2 separate regions of the Mus musculus genome follow, and region 2 is linked to region 1. The links are chromatin contacts, called in public HiCAR-type maps. All regions are on one chromosome and are shown on one strand. Each heading gives the region's core, a stretch centred on a gene start, on an enhancer-like site or on the middle of the called end of the contact. The rest is flanking DNA. Distances are from core to core; before and after follow the strand shown. Region 1 overlaps Fhad1 (forkhead-associated (FHA) phosphopeptide binding domain 1). Region 2 holds the start of Kazn (kazrin, periplakin interacting protein).

What was found. HiCAR-type assays count read pairs that join an accessible place to other places.
Region 2: a contact with region 1 is called in a HiCAR-type map of kidney, with 2.0 times the contacts expected there. The contact joins the promoter of Kazn here to the enhancer-like site in region 1. A contact is called at or near these places in 4 of 115 datasets of contacts at active chromatin or transcription factors (embryonic stem cells, extraembryonic endoderm stem cells and kidney) and 2 of 9 other capture datasets (adipose tissue and embryonic stem cells).

Annotation. Positions count from the first base shown.
Region 1 is chr4:141,990,520-141,997,053 of GRCm38.p6, reverse strand. Fhad1 (forkhead-associated (FHA) phosphopeptide binding domain 1) reads left to right here. Exons shown (of 32, transcript NM_177868.4): 3 at 5,714-5,954. Among named protein-coding and RNA genes, the nearest start is that of Fhad1os1, 11 kb to the right of the region's middle. Within about 2 kb of position 3,208, at least 76 of the 459 cell types and tissues checked have an H3K27ac peak or open chromatin away from gene starts, as enhancers often do. A contact at or near this core is called in embryonic stem cells and kidney, where this site is marked.
Region 2 is chr4:142,211,509-142,218,042 of GRCm38.p6, reverse strand. Kazn (kazrin, periplakin interacting protein) reads left to right here and starts at 2,585. Exons shown (of 18, transcript NM_144531.3): 1 at 2,585-2,596; 2 at 2,785-2,786; 3 at 2,789-2,790; 4 at 2,793-2,802. The coding sequence starts at 2,585.

The DNA.
Region 1 (6,534 bases), core at 1,959-4,458:
TCAGCCTCCACAGGGGACCTGAGACACCTATGGGGGAAGTGTAGTCACAGGGATTTCCATTACAGAGGTTTCTGCCTACCCTGAGATCTTCTGCAAGAAAGATTCCTCCTCTCTCTCAGTGTTTATTTTACTCCCTTGTATATAGCAGGACAGTCTCGGGTCTATTTACTTTACACATTGAATTATAATTAACTGTTATTTATTTCTATGGAGAGTGTGTGAGGCTTCAGAGCATGTGTGGGTGTATGTGGAAGCCAGAAGACAACCCTCTGAGTTATTACCATCTGCCTTACCTTGAGACATGGTCTCTCAGTGGCCTGGAGCTCACTGGCTGGGCAGTGAATCCCAGGGATCCTTCTGTCTCCACTTCCTTGGTGCTACAATTAAGCGCGTGAGCCAGCACATGGGGCTTTTTATGTATGTGCGTGTTATTATTGAGCTTGGGTCTCTGCGCGTAGGCAGCAAGTTGGATTTTACCAACTGTGCCATCTCCCTAGCCCCTGGCCTGTCTTTTATCCTGGCACGCAAATTGGTCTAGCCTTGGATACTGAGTGCTCCTTTCAGGCCGGGTGCTGGTCTCTGCAACACACCCACACCGTTTTCTCAGTTGCTTTTGTTTTGTCTTGCGGTTTCCCTGTTTTCTGCTATTGCAAGAATCCCTGGGGCTCAGGGCATCCTTTTCCCTGCCCCAGCCCCAGAATCAGCCAAATCCCCTTTTTTGCCAAGTGTGAATCCAAGGTGGGTGGGCAGACGCCATCAGTGTGTGTCTGGCACTATGCCAGGCCCCAGACCCAGCCAGCAACCTGTCAGTCAGCGTTTAATCAGGAGCTCTCTGGAAAAAAAAAGAAGCCTGTGTGGATAGCATGGGGTTACCGATAGAGTGCAGAACACATCCCCTACAGTCACGTGGACACTTGCGGTTGTGACTCCCAGACCACACTAAGTCTCAAAAGTGTTGCCATTGGGTTTTGTCTGCAAACTTGGATCCCCACTCCAGCACACAGTGACAACGGGCACGTGAGTGAGTTACGTAGGCTAAGTATTGGTGGGGTCCATGTGAAAGAAGCCGTGATGGGGAGGGACCTCACCTGTCCATCAACAGCCCCAACTCCCAGTAGCCTTCTCTGGTGCATCAAATGCTAGCTCCACGTACCGGAAGAGCGTGTCTGCCGTACAGAATGTAGCGGCTGCAGATACAACTCTTGTCCCCTGTATTGTTAATGTTTTCTCCATCACTGACTTTGCAGGGGAGCGGGGGTGGGGCAAGTGTGTGTGTGTGTGTGTAGGTGCACTCTTGCCTGTGGAGGTCAGAGGTTGATGTTGGGGGTCTTCCTCCATTACTCTCGACGTTAGTCAGGTCGTTCCCTGAACCTGGAGTCCACTGTTCCAACTTGACCACTCACCCAGAAGGCTGTGGGGATCTATATGACCCAAACAGCAAGGTTCAGTGTGAGACCCCGTCTTAAAAAAATGATTAAGATGGAGACGCAGTTGAGGAGGACACCCCAATGTCAACCTCTGGCCAACACGCACATTCACACAGGCAAATACACATAAACACATAAACACATGTGCACGCACACACACACATGCACATACACATGTGTACACACAGTTTCTCACTCACACATACACACACTTGTATACATATGCATGCCAGTGCGCATGCACACACACACTCGCGCACTTTTTTAAAAAAATAAAGGCTGTCATTCACCCTAGGTGTAGTCAAGGAAGGTCTGATGCTCAGCTAACTCTTTGAGATCCATGGTGCTTGGGTCTCTCTCTCTCTGTCTCTCTCTCTCTCCCCTTCTCGCCCAGGCACTCACTCCCCCTTCTCTCTGAAGTTGGGGGCTGCATAATCCTAAAACCACTGAGCCACACCCCGTTCTGAGGCACCACCTAGGTCTCATCTAGATTGAAAGTTGACTGACAGACATGGCCTTACCAGTGTACACATGGCTGTTTAGAACATGCATACCTGAGAGGGTCCTTCCTGGGGACTTACAACAGGGAACAACAGCACATCCATTTGATTCTACCGCAGACACCTGCAGCAGTGCTTTAACTCTCGAGGGCGGTGCGCTAAGAGAAATAAGCCAGTCATAAGATGACCCAGCTCAGGTCTGGAGAGGTGGCTCAGCAGATAGGAGTATGTACTGCTCTCTCAGAAGACCCGAATTAGGTCCCCAGCACCAACTGCTGCTCCTACTCTAGGAGCCCTGACACCTCTAACTTCCATACACAGACATAAACACATCATCTTTAAAAACAAAACAACAAACAAAAACCACATTGTTCCATTAGCCCATATTTGAGTGGGTAAAGGGGTTCGGCTTGTATGGCTTACGCAGAGCTGTCAAGGTCAAAGAGAGAGAAAGGAAAAGGGGGAAGGAAAGGGAGTAGAAAGAACCTGAGTTTATAAGACACAGTGCAAAGCAGCGTGAGTGATATACTGAACACTACTCATAAGCACGCTTTAAAAATGCCTACAACAGGGTGCATTTGGGGTGTTCTTTGAGACACATAGCCCTCAGGCTCTACCTGCCTCAGCCTCACAAGCTCTGGGGCTACAAGTGTGCACCCCCATACGCACCACATTTTCTGGGGTTTGGCTCATTTGCAATTTTTCAGAGCTCTACTTCCCCTCTCCTCCCTGGCTCCTCCTCCTCCCCCCTCTCCTCCCTGGCTCCTCCTCCTTCCCCTCTCCTCCTGGCTCCTCTTCCTTTCCCCTCTCCTCCCTGGCTCCTCCTCCTTCCCCTCTCCTCCTGGCTCCTCCTCCTTCCCCTCTCCTCCCTGGCTCCTCCTCCTTCCCCTCTCCTCCTGGCTCCTCCTTCCCCTCTCCTCCTGGCTCCTCTTCCTTTCCCCTCTCCTCCCTGGCTCCTCCTCCTCCTTACCCACTCCTCCCTGGCGCCTCCTCCTTACCCTCTCCTCCTGGCTCCTCCTCCTTCCCCCTCTCCTCCCTGGCTCTTCCTCCTTCCCCTCTCCTCCCTGGCTCCTCCTCCTTCCCCTCTCCTCCCTGGCTCCTCCTCCTTCCCCTCTCCTCCCTGGCTCCTCCTCCTTCCCCTCTCCTCCTGGCTCCTCCTCCTTCCCCCTCTCCTCCCTGGCTCCTCCTCCTTCCCCTCTCCTCCCTGGCTCCTTCTCCTTGGTGTTGCTACCTTCTCAAGTCCAGAGAGTCAGCTAGGAGATCCTAGGGTCTAGCCTAGTACGCTCAGCCCTGATTGGATCACATGTTCCTTGAACAAACCCTTAGAGTCAAGTCAAAGAATGTGGCTGACTATTACTTAGTCCCTCCCATAAAACAGGGACAGGGAGATTGCCTGGATCCAGTGGCACAGAGTGGGTCCTGCCTGTGGTCTGGGAGGTGGCGTTACTCATTGCTCAGAACTCTGGCAGTTGGTTCACCGAGATGCATTCTGTCCACATGCTCAGCAAGCTTCTATTAATCCAGTTAGAACAGTCTAGAAAAAAAAACTGAGGCCAATGGGCCCAGCTAGGAGGAGGAGTCAGCCTTGTTCCCTTCCTGGCAACAGACTCTAAGTGGGTCAGTGGGTCAGATTTCCCAGGTGACTCGGATTCCCTGGATGCTTTTCTTCTCCATAGCCCTGAGTCTTCTGGGAAGCCCAGGATCCTTGACCTGTTTTAGACCAGGTCAGGCCCCTGTGCAGCGGGCAGCCTTCTTTTGATGGAGACACTGCAGAAGCAATCTCGGCAAGCTCCAGTTTAGAACATTCTATCTGTTCCTCATGGGTCCAGTGTTCAAAAGGAGGAACAGTAGCCTTCCTAGTGCAGGTTGGTACTTGCAAAGTATCCTGGGTATTCCCAGAGAGAGGAGACAGAGGCAGGGCCTGGGCATACCATGTAGGGGGTGGGTAGGGGGGATAGACATAGAGAGAACACAGAGAGGGGAGGGAAGAAGAGGGGAGGGGAAGGGAAGGGAGGGGGGGAGGAGAAGAGAGGGGAGGAAAGACAGAGGAGGCAGGAGACAGGGAGGCTGAGACCCAGAGCCTGGCCCTCTCCAGTGTGCCCTGAACTTGGATGACTCATCCAAGGGCGTCATGGGAATAGGTGAGCCCTGTGCAGCAGACAACAGCGCCGTTGCCGTCATCACTGAAGGAAAAAGCACAGGGGAGACACCTCATTACAAGTTCTGCGTCAGCTCCACACCATATTGCCTCTCCCGGGTGGATGGACCCTGACGTTCCTCCTGGGGGAAGCAGCCAGACACCTTCATGGGCTCCCATACTCAAGGTGCCTGCCAGTGAGGCACCTGCTGCAGCCAGGTGTTGGGGAGGCTGAGGATGAAGGCGGGTGAGGCAGTGCCCCACCCCACCCTCGGAGTTCCCAGCCTTGGGAGGCGTACACAGCCCACAGTGTGCTGTTACTGAGTTCTCGAAGACCGAAATATATTTACATATGCCTTGGCCAAATGCTGTGGTTCGTTCCCTAACCAATTCATAACTTAATCATCCCATTATGCTGTTCAAAGTTCGGCCCTTTGGCTGGTTACCTGGTCCTCAGTTACATGCGATCGTCTTCCTCTGTGTCTGGGGCCGAATCCTCTGTCTCCAGCCTGTTTCTTCCCCCATAGTCCTATCTCTGTCCTGGAACTTCCACCCTCCCTAGTTCCTGCCTAAGCCAATAGGCCAACAGCATCTTTATTGACAGGTGATTCTTCTTCCAAATAGTACTAGAGATCCTCTCGACACTAGTGTGGATAGAGGAATTGACTTGTGGGGGAGGGGAGGGTCCCTGGGGCTGGCCTGACTCTCAGTTACCTGCCTCACCCTTCCCTTCATGCCCCTGTCTGTGCACCTAGCGCTCACTCGCTGCAGGAGCTGCGGATATGGATACGGGGTGGGTAAAGAGGAGGGAAGGCCTGGTCCCTGCTGTGGCATCCCGTCAGCTCAGAGGCTCAGCGCTATGTCCCTGGCTTGGGAGATGTCACGTGTGAAAAGTCCTGGATGAGGGACTCAGGAGGACACCAACCGAGATGGATCGATGTGGGTCTAGAACTTACTACCATCATTTGCTAACACCACGGACAGACAGACAGACAGACAAACAGAGCGACAACGGGATGCCAGGAGCTCTGAGGAGAGATCAAGGCCCCAGAACCAAGATTGACAACACGGGCAGAAGCTCTGAGGAGAAGAATCAACCCCATCCCCACCCCCCAACCCCATGGCAAAAGTGAGATCTCCAGTTAGATGTAACTGAGGATAGGAAGGCTGCACAGCACCGGCCTGCAGCCAGGCTTCTCTGGTTCCTAGGCAGGAGGCGGGGGAGCGGGTGGGGAGCAGGGTGTGTGGCCACAGTATCCACTTTGATGTGAACTCACTCCCCAGGGCAGAGACCTTGGCCCCTGGCAGTGTGGTAGGTGCCTGTCAGGCTCTGTGAGAAGGGGGCGGTGTGTGTGTGTGTGTATGTGTGTGTGTGTGTGTGTGTGTGTGTGTGGGTGTGTGTACTGCAAGTGTCCAGGCCTGATTCTCACATCACATCTTCACAATATGACCTTGTCCAGCCTCAGGGTCACCAACACTGACTGCATAAATTGGGGAGCTCTTGCTGGAGTATGACGGTGACCTGGCACCCCAAACTCGAGGAACATGCAAGAAGGTTTCTCGGAGGGAGCGACTCACAAGCTGGGTCTTAGGACAAGCTGTGCTATGCCTAAACACCACCTCCCCTGAGCCTCCCATCTGTCCCACAGGTCTCCTGCCCATGGGTGAGGGGCCCAGCACCTTGGCCAAGTCCACAGCCACACCTGTCGTCCTCGCCACCCGACATGCCCTTCCACCACGGTATCCAGCCAGCAACAGTGCAGAGAAGTTGGTCACAGGGTTGTCCCAGACCCACCATGGTCCCACCTGCCCCTCACCAGCGGCCCATGAGTGCCAGCGGGAAGATGTTTTCCTTTGTGATGGACCCAAAGTCCCCTGTCATCAACCAAGGTATGTGTGTGGGGTGGGGGGTGGCTTCAGACAAGAATTTAAAGCCATGAAGATAGGTTAACCTTGGTTTTCACTTTCCTCTGACTCTGAATATAGACTATAACTAGTTGTAAAAAGTATAATGGTGGGCAGGCGAAAGGGCTGAATAGGGAAAGGAGCCTGCCACCAAGTCTGATAACCTGAGTTTGACTCCCAGAACCCATAAGGTAGAAGGAGAGAAGTAATTCTTTCAAGTTGTCCCCTGACCTCCTCAGAAATGCTATGGGGCATAAGCATGTGTCCGTGCGGACACACGCATGTGCACACAGAGTTAAAAGTAAATGAAGCATTTTTAAAAAACAGGTTGCTTAAAGAGGGAAAATGGGGGATGTAGGTCAGTAGAGTGTTGGCCTAGTGTGCATGAAGTTCTGGGTTTGCATAAAAACAGATATGGTGGGGCTGGACATGATGGCGCACGCCTTTAATCCAAGCACTCGGGAGGCAGAGGCAAGTGGTTCTCTATGAGTTCGAGGCCAGGCTGGTCTACATAGTGGGTTCCAGGACAGCCAGGGCTACACAGAGAAACCCTGTCTTGAGGGAA
Region 2 (6,534 bases), core at 1,336-3,835, 220 kb before region 1:
CGAAAGTAGCTTATATAAGTACACATTCATGCATGAACACACATACACAAAATAATAAAACATGAAGGGAGTCCCAATTCAGAGATACCCAGGTTTAGCTCTCAGCAGAGCCTAATCCAGGGATGCGAAGAAACTGGGAAGGAATAGTTGGCGAGCCAGCCTCTCAGAAGAGGCAGTGGCATTGTGTCATAAGCTCTGTGTGTGACTCCTTGTACCAAGAGCCTAGGATAGACCTGTCAGCCCCTCACATTTGGATGAGCCGTAGTTAGCTTGATGCTGCTAATAAGAGCCAAAACAATGTTTCCACAGAGGACTGGAGGAGGTGGCCATCCTGCCCAACCAAACACATGATAGTAACTGGCTCCTCAGAGCCATCAAAAGCCCTCCAGCTTGGAGGCTGTGGTGTTAGTACTTGTTTGTACTGGTTAATACTGGTTACCTGTTCAAGATTCGTTCACCTGCTCCCCTCCCTGGCAGACTGTGTAGTCACCGGCTACCCCACCCATACATCATCCACCCCCCCAACCCCCGTGTATTTGATGCTGGAACCTCCCAGTGAGGGATGTGTGCAGCTTAGGATGCCCAGGTCTCTGGAAGACCAGGGAGACCCATGGTCCCAGGTGACAGTCCTCATATTAAATTTGAGTCTGTCCCTACACTCAGGCTTCCTACAGTCTCCTTCGCAGGGCAGGGCTTTTGACTGCAGCACCAGAGAGCATAGTCCATAGTCATTGCACACCCCTGTCCCAGGAGAAAGTTAGAGCTCTGAGATAGTGAATGTACAGCTCAGCTCCATGCGCCGCCCCCCGCCCCCAGGGGATGGGGTGGGGAGCCATGGCCTCTGAGGCAGCAAGATGACTGGCCATTAGCCCAGGGTCCTCACAGGAGCAGTTTAATATGCAGGGCAGGCCGGTTAAACACACCCCAAAGAAATAAATGATTGTGTGAAGTTCGAGAAAAAGAGGTAGCCTCACTTGGTTCCCCCACCATGCCCAGCCGCACCTACACTGGGGTAAGAATTACCTTACCCAGGGGCTCTGCAGGCCTGGGGAGGGGCTGTGGGGGGAGAGCATGAGTGACAATATCAATTAAAGGTGGTAGTCCTTCCTGTTTGGGAGTGGGACTTCAGAGTGGCAAAATCACATGACATGGGAGTCCTTGAAAGCTCCAGCCCCTTCTCTGCCAGCTTTGAGGGACAGTGGCCACAGGGTGGGGGTAGGGGTGGGGTGCTGTTGAGACAGGCAGAGAACCTAACTAGTGGGGACAATAGTGGTCTGAGAAGAGAGGGTTGTTTCCAGTCCCCCCTCCCCGCCCCAAGCAGGACCAAGACAGAAGCGGGACAAGCCAAGCCTGAGAAAGAAAGGTCCAGGCCCAGGGAGGTTGCATTAGTTAGCCCTGGAGCTACCTTGGCCTGTCTGCAGCCCTACTGACTGGCTGCACACACCACGATTGAGCTTAAGAGGCTATGTCTGCCAGGCACGATGGCACCTGCCTTTAACTCCAGCACTTGGAAGGCAGAGGTTGGCAAACTTCTGAGTTCAAGGCCAGCCTGGTCTACAGAGTGAGTTCCAGGACAACCAGGGCTACACAGAGAAACCCTGTCTCGAAAAACCAAAAGAAAAAAAGAGGCTATGCCTATAGTCTGACACCCTCAGGAGAGAGCAACCCTGGTTTACCCACCCCCACTGTGTCCCTCGGCTTCAGTATCCCTTAAGATGCTTTGATGGCTTATCTCTCAGGGTTCATGTGACAATGGAATACCAATGCCACAAGGGGCACTCTAGAGGGCCAGGGTGGTGTTGCTGGTACCATCCAGGCAGAAGTGATCAACAGCCTTGAATGTGCCTGTCAGCCAAGACGCTTCTCTTCACCTCTGTACAGTGTAGCACGGGGCAGGACCTGGACCACTAGGAAGACCTCACCCTCTGCCCTGGGCTGCCAGCATCCCTCTCCCCACTCTGTTTTCGGGCGCCCACCCCTCCTCCACTATCTCAATTGACCTTGCTTCAAATATCTATCGAGCATCAACCATGCCAGCAGCATAGGACTTGTCCCAGATCCTGCAATAACAAGGCCAGCTCGGGCCACCCACAGAGAGGCAATGAACCTTACCAGAGTCTCTGAGTCTCTGCACAGGGTTGCCTTGTGGCCTTAGGGAAGGATCCTGACACCTAGCAGGGGCCACCAGGAGAGCAGAAAGGATGGCAGCTGTAGTCTCTACAAGGCTAGACGGGACAGTAGTGATCGTTCCTCTGTAACTCCTCTCTGTGCCTGGGGCCTCTCTCATGTCCACGTGTATATATGCCTCAAGTGACCCTCCTGGGAATATAGGTCCTCTTTTGTCCACAGTCCAAAAGCAGAAGCCAGTTTACAGAGCCACCGAGGTATCCTTATGAAGAAGCCAGCTGGACAGCACAGGTTACCTCGGGCTGAATGGCTCCCTCCCTAAATTTACTTTGCTGGAGAAGGGCAGAGTCCGAGCTCAGGAGCAGGTATATGCCTGGCTGGTGACCCAGGTGTACTTCCATAGTAGGTAGCTGGCGACAGTCCCTGGGCCCAACTTCCTCACACAGGTCCCTCTGCTCCGAACTCACAGGTTCTGCTCTCTCCCTTGACAGGGTCTTCTGACTACAGGGCCTTGACTGCTCCCTTAGCTGGCCCTGTAGTCAGAGAGGCTGTGGCTCAGGTTCCTTAGGTGTTGAGACCAGAGCCTTCTCTGAGAAGACAGAGTACACATTCTCTATCATAATATTGAGCTAGGCATGGTGGCAAACTTAATTCCAGCACCACCAGAGTCTGGTGGATAGATCTCTGTGAGTTCAAGGCCAGTCTAGTTCCAGGATAGCCAGAGCTATGTAAAAAAAAAAAAAAAAAGACCCTGTCTCAAAACAAAACAAACTGCTGGTGATAAACCGCCCTTGACCCCATTTAGAACTTTCCAAAATATTTCTATCCAGTCTGTGGCAGTGTGTGTCCTGTGATCGCTATGAATGCAGCCCTACGTGATGTGGTGAACTTAATTAAAACTATGAAAAATAAATATATAAATTATTATCATTGTGGTTATTGTTATTATTACTTTTACTATGGCTATTGGCTCCATTGTACTTCCCAGGGCCTGGACTTTGTAGGTAGCAACATTGTGTCACAGTGTCAAAAGGCAGGGCAGAGCCTGAGAGACAGTTGCTTTGTTTAATGTTTGCTGAAGGCCGGGAAACCAGTCTTGGCTCCATTTTCCCCATTCAAATCAGATGCCAGGGGTCCACATCAGGAAGTAGAAGAGCCAAGACTGAGCTCCGCTAACTGCCTTGAGCCGCCTGGCCTGCCTCTGTCTGAAACACCCAGCACCGTGGACACACGCCTGCCAGGGCCCTGCCTGGAGCTGGCACCATGGCACATGTGACAAGATCCTATCTCAGTCTCTGAGGAACAGCACATTCTTCTCAGGAGCTGCAGAGACCGTGAACTTGGGGCAGGGGCTGGGACCCACCATGGGGAGCAAGAACAAGCAAGCTCCTGAAGGAGTTGGAGGGTTGTGAGGATGAAGAGAGCACATGACTCCATTGTCACATCAGGACTGATACTGACCTGGGCTCTGCTGCTAAAGTCACCCACAGGCAGTGTTCCTCTCCAGAGCCTTCTTATTTTGGTTAGCAATGGACAGTAGGTGGTCTGACCACTGTGGAGGTCCCCAGAGTTCCTGCCCAGGACTCTGTAGCTCTCTTAGCATGCCTGGGATGTTTATATAAGGAAAGCAGCAACCATTACTGTTCCCAGAGTATGTCTCAGAACTTGGAACTAGACTGCATGCTAGAAGCTGGAACAGGGTGCTGATGTTGTACCACCCAGGCCCAAAGCCTGGCCCCGTTCTTGACTCTCTGTGAGCTTGGCCCTGTCATTCAACTCCCCATCTACCTCCAACCCCCGATCTGTGAAGCTGACGTGATAGTGATAGTTGCTATTTCATGGCTTATTGTGAGGACTGAGCTAATGGAGACATTGATTGCCTCCATATTACTAGGTGGCTGTTGCAGCTCCTGCCATTAAATCTACGCTCTGAAGATAAAATATGGAGAAAAGATTCAGTTTTTCTTGTCTTTAAGTGGCATTCCTTCTTAAAAACATTTTTTTTTCCTATACGCTACTGACAAGAACTGGTCACAGAAGCAACCTTAGTTGCATCAGGAACTGGGAGATAATATTTCCTTAAAAGCAGAATTCTTGCAGACTAAAGGGGGCGGGCTATGGAGTGGCAAGTCTCAGCTCCCATGGTCACCGATTATGGACCTGCCCTTTGAAGAGAGTTCGCTGCACCCCCTCTTCCTCAGGGAAGGGGCACCTGGGGCCTCTTGGGTTGGCAAGTTAGCTCCATGGGTAGCGATCAGCTCCCGGAGGCAAGAGTCTCCCGGCAACTGTTGCCTGAGTGTGGCTTCTGTTGGTCTCTCTGTGCTCCCGACTGCTCCCTGCGTAGCGGTCGGAGGATTATGCTTTCCCCATGCAGAGGGGTACGGTTCATGGCATTATTGCTTTTCTGTGCTTGGACGAGGGCAGAGCAGTCCTGGGAGATTCCTTTGAGCAGGGCACGAGTGTGTGGCTCAGCAGCTGCACCTTCTTCCGGTCATCCCAATGCCTGTCTGTGCTGGCTGGAATGCAGCGACCATAGTCTGTACTGAGCACTGTCCTGTGCCTTAGTCTCCTGCACCTGAGGACAAGCGTGGCCTGCACAGCTGAGAAACTTGGCTCACTTCTTAATTAATTCGAACCCAGTAAGCTGCCAGTTGTGGCTAGCAACCGTTGAGCTGTGAAGCTACACACCGGCATCCAGAGTCTCTGTTCCCATATATTAGCAGTAACATTCATCTAGATTTACAAGGAGCACTACTCCCCTCTAAGCACCCCTAAAAAGGCCCAGAGATGGATAGCGTCTTGTCCAAGGACACACCGCAAGGTACCAAACCCTCTCAGGCAGAAAGCCAAGCACACCTTCCAGGTCCTTCATTGTCCATGGTTTCTGATCCGAGTGTTCAGTCCCCTCTGCGTAGAAGGCAAGGTGAGCTGTGCGTATTGGTGGTGCTCTGTGAGCAGGGTGCCAGGCACATTAAAGTGACTTGGAGTAAGGCTGGGATTGGAACTCAGGGCCTTAAGCATGCTGGGCAGTTTCTATCCCTGAGCCACAACCCAGCCTCCATTTAAATTTCCTTCACCCCATTCACAGATAAGACAACTGAGGCCTGTAGACACAGTCCCTTCCCTGTGCAGTGATCCCAGAACCGCCACGTGACAGGTTGGCTCTGATCATGGAAGGTGCGGGGCAGAGTCTGCAAGTTGTACAGCCTGCCCGGCCAGTGTGGGTGCTTAGTAAGCTCGCAGGAGCCTCTTATTTTCCCTCGGTTGTTTTTCCAGCCTGGTTTTCTGAGACTGGGCCCTTTCTAGGTGTGCCAGGTTCCCATTGGCTGCTTCAGAGCTGGGGCTGCTGGGCTGGAGGGTGAGGCCCTTGTGCCAGCTACACCTGTTCCAATGCGTGTGCTGCCAAGGCCACCCCTATCTCTGCTCTTGGCCGAGCTCAAGTTTAGCAACTGCTGTTCTTTCTCCATCTTCACCCATTCCCTCGGGGTGTTCTAGCAGTGTCAGCCCCCGGGGTCACACTGCTTCCTGCGCCTGTGGCCTTGGGAGGGGAGAAGCCCACAGGGAAGAAACAGACAGCCTAGTCAAATTAGAACACAGGACAGTACAAATGAACGCCAAGCTTAAGTGTGTTCTACATGCTACATGGAATATACTTACCCTAGGACTGACCCACCTCTTCCCTGAGGTCTGGACACTGTGTGTCTGGGGTGTTAGCTCCTGTTTTACTTTGGTGTTGTTTTTGGTTTGGGTTTTTTTTTTTTTTTTTTCAAAACAGGGTTTCTCTGTGTAGCCTTGGTTGTCCTGGAACTCGCTCTGTAGACCTGGCTGGCCTCAAACTCAGAGATCTGCCAGTCTTTGCTTCCTGAGTGCTGGGATTAAAGGTGTGAGCCACCACTGCCTTAAAGTGTTGTACTTTCTTAATCTGGCAGCCCTGACTGGTTGGGAAATCCCTGTGGTTTGTAATAAGCAAGACTTCAAGAAAGAACATAGGATTTATAGAATTGACAAGGGACTGACAGGGTCTCTTGAGACCAGGTTGCCTGCATGGACAGAAAATAAGGGACCTTAATGGCTTACTCAGATTGGCTTGAAGACACATAGAAGCCATTCATTCATACACACACACACACACACACACATGTTTATATATATGCATATACATACATACATACATACACACACACACACACACATATATATGTCAATGTCTTTGTGCTAGCAGTCACTCACGCTTGATTCTGACATAAGTCTTGAGTGTCATTAAAGATGGTGAGCCAGAGCAGGGGACACAGGTGGCTGTGGCTCAAGCCTTGTGGGATCTGACCTCCTGCCTGGAGATGTGTGCCTGGAGTGAGGGCTGGGCCAGACCACAGCAAACTTACTCTGCAGCTTTTCGGAGAGACCAGG